Linked DNA regions of Drosophila melanogaster: region 2 is linked to region 1. Evidence: chromatin contacts called from public HiChIP or PLAC-seq data. All regions are on one chromosome and are shown on one strand. The core of a region is the stretch at or near the end of the contact, and the rest is flanking DNA. Distances in the headings are between cores, read along the strand shown. Region 1 overlaps Dop2R (Dopamine 2-like receptor). Region 2 holds the start of Rab35 (Rab35,).

Evidence for each region. HiChIP or PLAC-seq counts read pairs in DNA pulled down with a chosen protein or histone mark.
Region 2: a contact with region 1 is called in an H3K27ac HiChIP or PLAC-seq map of the Kc167 cell line, with 5 times the contacts expected there. The contact joins the promoter of Rab35 here to the enhancer-like site in region 1. A contact is called at or near these places in 19 of 107 Hi-C or Micro-C datasets (the Kc167 cell line, the ML-DmBG3-c2 cell line, the PNm cell line and 5 more) and 1 of 6 datasets of contacts at active chromatin or transcription factors (the Kc167 cell line).

The regions. Positions count from the first base shown.
Region 1 is chrX:20,017,569-20,021,845 of dm6, forward strand. The region is part of intron 3 of Dop2R (Dopamine 2-like receptor); the gene reads right to left. Among named protein-coding and RNA genes, the nearest start is that of tRNA:Pro-CGG-1-1, 5.4 kb to the right of the region's middle. Within about 2 kb of position 2,508, at least 3 of the 39 cell types and tissues checked have an H3K27ac peak or open chromatin away from gene starts, as enhancers often do. A contact at or near this core is called in the Kc167 cell line, where this site is marked.
Region 2 is chrX:20,156,875-20,161,492 of dm6, forward strand. It overlaps Rab35 (Rab35,), which reads right to left and starts at 2,998. Exons shown (of 3, transcript NM_001272810.1): 1 at 2,022-2,998; 2 at 1,096-1,395; 3 at 1-962. The coding sequence starts at 2,073. The coding sequence ends at 709. It overlaps Phf7 (PHD finger protein 7), which reads right to left. Exons shown (of 4, transcript NM_001272812.1): 4 at 3,481-4,618. The coding sequence ends at 4,044.

The sequences.
Region 1 (4,277 bases), core at 1,258-3,757:
TGATGCAGCGGCAACGAGTTTGGTTGCGGAGCGATAAACTAGAGAAAAAGCTGGACAAAAGCGGCAGCTCGAATTGCCAAGGCTCCTGTGCCCGTGTGTGTGTGTGTGTGTGTGGTAGCATCTATCTCTGTCTGGCAGGATGCCATAACATTTGGCTTTTTACGAATTTTCATAATTTGGCGACTGCTTAGCATAAAAATGTCACAGCAGCTGCAAAATATGCTGCTAAGGATTGGCCGTCGTTTCCTTCTCGCTGATCCTGCTCCTTACTGTTTATATCCTTATTCGTGGTCTTTGGTTTTATGCCACTCGCATAATACACAAGGATACACTCGCGCGCTCGTGTGTGTGTGTGTGTCTGTGTGCTGTGAGTGTTTGTGTGTGTGTGTGTGTGTGTGTGTGTGTGGACGCGCCCCTTTTTGCCTATTTTATGGCCGCCATTAAAGTTTACTTAGTGGCCGGCCATGCAACCCAGCAGAAATCCCCGAAAAGAGGCGACACCAACCGCAAAACAAGACGTCAAAGGACATCGAGGACCTTGAAAACGGGCGGCAGAGGACTTGTGCGCCATGTGGGAGGTGGTGAGCTGCGTAAAAGTCATCAAATAATTTGTTTATGTTGCCAAATGCTGCACTCGCGACTGCCTGTCGTTTGCGCTTTAATATTTCAAAGTACATAAAGTGCGGAAAATGGGAAATGGAAAATGGACAACGGAGCTGCACGGGTCGCACTGGGATTTGGATGCAGGGCCATCCACTAATTGCATCTCAAAAGAGTCCAAACTGAAAACTCACAATGTTACATCGAGAAAGAATGAATTAGAGTTGGTTCTCTCTTGGCAGTTACTTACTTACTGAATCGACAAATATACGTTCTTCCTTTTGTAACTGTGGGAATGATTTTAAATATTCATTTATTTATCAGAGAACTTTAACAATGCTTTTCACTTTTCGAGAAAGAAAGAAGGAAAGGATATGAAATGTGGCTATTGAATCATACGACTCATTTAGATCTAAATTTCAATACCTGACACTGACACTCATTTCTTTCAGTGTATCGCAGCAGCCATAGATTATTTTGCAGCGCTGGTAATAAAGTTAGCGTAACCTCGACAGTGTCAAAGCCAAGGAGCTGGCGACTATTAAACGAGTTTCGCGTACATTTTCTTATGCCACGCAGCCAGACAATGTTAATTGAACTGGCTGCCGTAATAGACACGCACACACACATAGCCGCGAATACACTGTGGGAGAAGCGGATGAATGTGGGTGAATGTGGGCGAAATTGGGCGAGAGTGGGAGGCACGGGCTTTTAGCCAAGTGGCAGGCACTTGATGCTGTTGCTTCTGGCTCGTTTCTGGGCCCCATGAGAAGCTCAGGGCAATTAATTGACTTATTTATTAAGTTTATTGTCTGCCCGGGTATACGTGTACATGTATGCGTATGTGCTTACGCTTACGTTCCTATCTCTCTCACTTCCTGTGTTGCCGTCTCTTTCGCTTGGCAATGTCGCAACAATTTTAGCGTTTTTGTGCGCCATTTTTAATAGCCTCGGACTTGCCCCCGAAGACCAAGTAGCTCCATACTTGTACACATTATGTGTCGTATATATTCTATATACATATATACATTTATATATGTATGTATATGTGTATATATATACATATATATGGGCTATGTGCACATACGGGTGTGCGTTCGCTGCCTCCTTTGCCTTTTCATGTTTGTTGTTGCAACAAATTAGTTGTCATTAGCGTCGAGGGAAATTCTGTTTTAAGATGACTTTTCCAGCCCCTTGGCGGCATATTTTCGCCTTGGTTATTGGATATTTATATGGCCATCGTGCATGAAAGCGGTAATAAAATACTCTCGCCAGCCGGCAAAGAAGACATCCATCCGTTCGCTGATTGAATCTCGGCTTTTTCCATATTGGAATGGGACTTTCGATGGGGAGGGGGAGGGGGGGGATCCGATTGGGAGTGCCACTGGCATTGGGCCACAGGGTTTTGGGCCAAATCAAAATCTGTGTTAATTATTCAGGCACCGCTGGGTGAGCGGCCAAATGAAAAGGCGACCAGAAACCGAAATCTGCGGTCCGTGGTCTTCAATCCGGCCGGAAGTGCGCGCTTTAACTCGCATGCGTGCCGGAGATGGCAGCCGCCGGGGACCGGCGACAGGAAGATGGGTGGGAGGGTCAGAGGTCGGAGGTCGGAGGTCGCTGCTTCCTAGAGAGGAAGTGAAAGTGGAGAAGATTGCAGGCCATACTTTTTATAGCTGCCATTTAGCCCACCCACTTGTATCCGCCATCCACCATCCGCCGGAGCAGCTGAAAAGTTTCTGCCCTCGGCCGATTTCATGCTGTTAGATTATTTATTTGAATTGATGTGCGGCCTGCGGTTCAGTGCGGTTCGCTGCCTGACAAGGATTTATAAGGATACACTGCGATGCGCACACACAACCGCACACACATGTAACCAGCAGCCAAGTGCTGAGAACAAAGCGTTGCCTGCTTTCGGGCGCATTCAAGTTGGCTTAGTCAACAAATTGTTTCTGCAGCCCAAGAAGGCTGACTGGGGGTCACTGCAGACTGCAGGATTCGCAAAAGCCACCAACTAGGGATGGACATGGCAAAACGTTATCCTTTTAAGACGCGATAGTAGTAGCTATGGCTTCATAAGCATTTCTCCAACTTTATGTGCCGCTCCATAAATGTTTTTCAGCTATTTGTTTACCTCGATGAAGTAATCTTGTTTTTCTAATAAAAAAGTTTGTTTTTTTTTATGGTATTTTCTTAAGAATTTTTGCTATTATTAAAAGAATTTTCCAAATATGATAAGATATTCTTTTGATTGAATTGAGAGTACTCAGTACCTAAGCTGCACCCTTTCACTTCATAAATGGTTCTATATATTTCCTATTTCCTAGCATTAGGTGCGATATTTGTTGCCGATATGTGAAGGCATTCACAGCATCTTCTTCTTTTATCCTCTGACATCCCTAAGTTCAATTTTTCGGGTGTTTACTGGTGGCTTTCGCCGCAGTCCGTTTGCTTAGCCACTTGCCGGCATTTTAGCCGCATCGTCGTGGAGCACTCTCCCCTCAAGTGGCTGGCCGGAGTGCAGGGAAAAGGCTTTCGAGTCTTGGCAGTGGCCCAAATGAGTGAAGGATCCCAGATGACAGGACATGCAGGTCCTTACACTCGGGGGCCAGTAATGAACCGAATGGACCCAACGTCACCTCCTCCGATGAGCGGCACTTAAGCCGGGCCAAGCATTTGCCTGCAACCTTTTAAATGGCCATTAAAATTAAAAAACTTTACGCCCCCACTCAGCTCGACTCCTCATCCGGATTGCCACCCATTTGCTTCATTCCTACTGCAACTCTTGCTCCTCTGGCTCCACTTCACATTGGTCCTTCCTTATTTGCCTGGCCTGTCCTGGAACAAGTTGCGGAAAACTCTTTTTATTGCCTGCCACATGGAAACAGTTTTTTGTGTAGTTTGGCAGTTTCTGGCCCCGGGTGGCCATGATGCCAGGTTGCCAGGCAGCCAGGCAGCCAGGTAGCCAGTTTTCCAGGTGGACAGGTGGGCAGGATAGTGGCAGGACCACGCCCACTACAAGCTTGTTTACAGTTTTATTTTGCTGCTGCCGGAGTAGTCATAAATGCTCCCTCCATCTGCAGCACATTCCGGAAAATTGCGAAAATCATTGCGGGCGAGTTTAAAGTTACAGGGCTCGGAAAACTTTTCGCCGACACCTACGGGACCACCCAGCATCCTGTTGTTTTGGCCAGAACTCAAAGCGAAGTCCCATTCGATCCAATTATCAAAGGCATGCATAATAAAAGGGGTTGACGACACTTGGCCGTGTCAGTGGCACTGCCGCAACTGTATTTCAAATTTTTTAGCCACGCACAAAATATGATTACACAGGATAACAGAATGGAAATTGGTAAAATGACCAGGTTTTATGCGTTGAGAACTATGTTTACACATATGGGCCAACTGCATTCTTGGCTTTTGTGTTGCTAACGTGTGTGGTTTTTGGTAGAACACGTTTCCGAGAGAATCACACGTGTCGCATGTTTATGCAATTTGAATAAAAACTGTGGTTTAAGTGGCCAGAGGTTTTTCCACAGCAGCATGCACAAACATTTTACCGACCGTGGTAACTATGTAGATAGTGCGTATGTGAAATGCGACTTGCATTATCCCATTTAAGCGGCGCTCCTCTTTTTGGGGCTGAAATGTCTATCTAATGGAATGTTGGCTTTTAAAGC
Region 2 (4,618 bases), core at 1,748-4,247, 140 kb after region 1:
ATCAGAGCTTTCGTTTTTAAATTTTAAACTATGGGAGTATTAAAAGTGGAGAGTCGCGATCGGAAGCCAATAATTTGATCTCCCCACATATGTATATCTATGTATATATATTTATATATTTCTATAAATGTGTTTCGTAGCTTAGCTAGCGAGCGAGGCGTTTGCGTCCTCGTGCCTTTTCCTGCGGTCGCTCTTGTTATTGTAAATACAATTTTCCGTTTGAAATATAAATATATTCTTGTATATAAATATGCAATTTGTTTCAATTTTGTTTATGTATGTATATATTAATATGTATATAAATTGCTAAATACATTTAATTGCGCTTTACACTTTTACACTTTAATTTACGGCTATCTGGCATTATTCCGAATAAAACTGAGGAGGAAAAAAAAAAACAAAACAAAAAAAATTGTTGTCTCTAGTGGGTGTGAGTGTTGTTCAGTTGTCTCGTGTTGTTTGCTTTGTGTGGTTTCTTGTTGTTGGTTGTTTGGTGGTGTTAGCTATGTCTATGTGAGTGAGTGTCTGTGTCGAATCGTAAGCCAAGAACCCTACAAACTACGCGCCCCCACAACGATTCCGTCCGCCCCCGAAGTTGATCCAGGTCCTGGTCCTAATTTCAGTTCCAATTCCCGTCCCGCCGCCGCCGCCGCCGCCGCCGTCGCCGTCGGTCCAGTTGCAATGCCAGCTCCCGTGCCGGAGCCGCTTTCACCTGCAGCACTTCCCACCCTTGCTGCCCTTGGGATTGGGCTTCAGATGGAGCGTGTCCTTCTGCTGCTCGTTGGGGGAGGTGCGCAGCTTGTGATCGAGCACCTGTCGCGTAATCGACAAGAACATGTTCTCCACGTTTATGTTGTCTTTGGCAGATGTCTCGAATAGCTCGATGTCCATTTGTTTCGCAAACCGCTGCGCGTCTTCGGTAATGACCACCTTCCTGTCCGGATCGTCGTTCTTGTTGCCCACTGTTGAGGAATCGAAACATGAGTCTATATCGATAATGTAAGTTGTCTACTAATTAAGCTCCGCTTGGCATAGCCAACAACTACTTCTCAGTACGGGTCAACCAATTCTGTGCGTAATACGATATAGGCTCACCTAATACTTTTTTAACCACATCGCAGTTATTCTGGATCTCCTCCAGCCAGCGGCGGACGTTCGCAAAGGATTCGCCGTTCGTGACGTCGTAGACGACAATGACGCCGTGGGTGCCGCGGTAGTAGGTGCTGGTGATTGTCCGGAAGCGCTCCTGCCCGGCCGTGTCCCAGATCTGCAGCTTTACGCGCATGCCCTCGATGTCCACGGTGCGGATCTTAAAGTCCACGCCGATGGTGGTGATGTAACTGCCTGAGAATGTGTCGTCCGAGAACCGGATGAGCAGCGACGACTTGCCCACGCCTGCAGGGGATCAGATGGAAAGATGGAATGGGATTCGTATTACAAAAATGTGATATCGTTACTACACACAAGTAAGCCCATTCGGCATATGACATTGCTGTGGAGCGGGGAGTGTTCTCCTGCTCCGGTTACCGCCGCAGCTGGTCTGCTCGCATATCAAGCTGTATATCCTGCCAGTGCGTCACCATTAGTCATGAGCCTGGTTTTGCCCGAGCCAGACCACCTTTCTCGAAATACGCCCAAATGAATATGTAGATAGCTACGTTAGGAGGAGGACAGGACTGATATAAAGTGCTTTTGCATTTATGATTAAATATATAAAATTAGTACAACCTAACACATGTTGAGTATGCCAAAAACATTGAGTATAGAAACAAGAAGCTGACGAATGTTGAAAGTATTATGGAAACTGAAAACAACATTACTCATACGCCATGTTGGCGTTAGCATTTTAAATGTAACATACATTAATGGTAATCAGATGCAGTAATGCGAAAGGGAGGTGGAGACAACTGCGTTTTTGGCCAGGAAACGGGGACAAATTGCAATTTACACCTGCTATTTTCAACTCGATGCTATTTTTAAGCACCTGGTCTGTGGGAAACGGGAATGCCTGGGAAACTCACCGCTATCGCCGATTATTAGCAACTTGAATAGATGATCGAAGCCGCGTGCCATTTTTCGACGTTTTTTCGCTGTTTTTCTGTGTTTTTCCTTGTTTTTGCAAGTGCTTTTATATTTACAGTTAGGCGCGTCGAACAATGCAAAATATACTTTTGTTTTCTTTTTTTCTGCTGCCTGCTCCCACACTCACACACACAGGAGCACACTCCCTGCGCTTACTCTCTCTCTCTCTCTCTTTCGCACTCTCTCGGAAGCGCCCTCTCTTTCGCCCCAAGCTACGACCCTCTCGCTCGCACTGGTGCAGCCGGCTGAATATCTGAGATAAGCTGTTGTTCTTTCTGGCTGCTGGTCTGTTGTTGTTGTTGTTTTTGCTGCTGTTGCTGATGTTTTTGTTGCTGTGTGATAAGCTATAGTTATTAGTGTTGTTGCGTTGCGAGTTAATTTATGTAAGTGTTGTTGCCGCCGCCTTGTTATTTAATTTCCTTTGATTAGGTAGGTGTGTTTCTCTTTTTTTGGCTCCACTGGTACAATTGTTGCTTTTGCTTTAACAGCGGATTTGCGAAGAGAAATCGAGCGGCAGGCTCATTTCCATCAGATCCAATGGCTTGCTGGCGGATAAGACGGCGATTTGGTGCCGAAAATATTTCAATATAGGCTGGCAAATTTTCGCAAAGCTCGACTCCCTCGCAATCGTGCGTCTCGCTCTCTCCAACACTGTAGCACAGACACAACACACGAACACATACGCACGCACGCACACACACACAGGAGTGAAGCTCTGGCTGACTGTTGAATTTATATTGGGCTTCTCGGCGGTCTCGAACTTTCCAGCTTCCGGGTTGCTCTTGCAGCGCTGAAAGGACGACGATTTGTGGGAATTTGTGGGCGTCGGCGTTGCGGATTAATTCTGGTTAATTCATATTCTGGATAAACTATTGCTAACGCACCCACACTAGAGACGGAACCAAATGCGATGTTTATGCTATCGATAGTTTAGGATAGATAGTACCCCACAAACATCGATTCATTTAGCCGGAGCATAAAGTCGAATTTTTCTGTAACTAAATATGCAATGTGCCCACTCAAAAAATTAAATTAGTTTAATAAATTAATACTGGCAATTTTTTTTAATATCAATATGTATCGATATATTTAGAGAACATTATCGCAAGTGTTGCCGTTTAGCGGGTTGCTAACGTTGCCACCTGTGCATAAACTTTTGGCCATATCCAGCACTTATTTATTATGAATGGCGCGATTTTTAAAAAATCTTCAAATAATCACTTATAAAGCCCATATTATATTAATACCAAAAAAAAAACTAAATATTATATACTTTCATACCGATTTGTAGCGGGTATTAACTAGAAGCAAAACGCTATACTCTTAATGAAAGTGAGTATTCGTAGTTTACAACTTTTGAGAAGTTTTTTCAACATCCAAATAAAATCATTCTAACTTATTTTTCAAATATTTTAATTTTATTTATTTCATTTTAGCGTTCAGATACTGGGATTCTTGATACAGATACTGGATTCAGGGATTCTTAGATCGCTAGTCAAAAAAATGTAATGCTTAGAGTAATTGAAATAATGTAGGCACTGCGAGCTGCTGAAAAGAAAGTCAGATGGGGAAAATAATGTCTACAGCTACTTAAAGTAAATATGTATACAAGTTATTTATACGTGTGGAAAGGAGCACTTACTTAGCTTACTTAACAAAGCAAATAAATGGTAAATGCATCTTATTAGCGAATACCGCTAGGAGAACAGGATTTTAATGGAATTTTATATGTACAAAAGGCGGAAAATAGAGAATAACGGGTGCGAACCAAACGCACGCATTTGGTCCACAACCTAGTCGATGTGATGGTTAATGGAATGTGCAAGTGTTATGTATCGTGATGTTGTCATCTGTTCTCCTAGTCCCTGCGGGTATCCTGCCCACTCAGGATATATCCATATTGATCTTGCCGTGTACATGGATTTGTGCGAGTGTGATCTATTGTAATGTCATCTGTTCTCCTAATCCTTGCGGCTGGCCATGTGGTTGGACAAGCGGTGGCGGGTCCTATTGGCCACACAGGATATATCCATGTTGGCGAGTGAGGAAGGCCTGTTGGCCAAAGTGCGGCGACGTAAGACACGTGGAGCAGGAGTGCTCGGCTCCGGCGAGATGGAGCCCAACAGACGCCTGCCATTCGACGGCGCAGCGGCAGTGGGCGTAAGTTGGCGCCTCTTCGACTCATATTCATCACTATCATATTCATCACTATCGTCATCGCTATCCGACACGTGTCTAGGCGGCGAGACGTATCTAGGGCGCCAGGGACGACGTCCATTCGATGTGGACGGCTCAGTGTTTTCTTGGTTATCAAGTGTCGATGCGGATGTGGATGTGGATGTGGATGTGGATGATGTCGCAGTTGCAGTAGCAGAGCGAAACGAGGTTACTACACTTGAGAGAAATGTTGTTTGCGTTCCCTGTGATTCAAATGTGCGAGTTCCACGATCGGCTAAAGCGCGTGCCCCCGCAGAAGTAGATGGTTGATCATCGGAGAGGGTCACCACGCGACTCTGCACTTTGGTATCGAACGCAC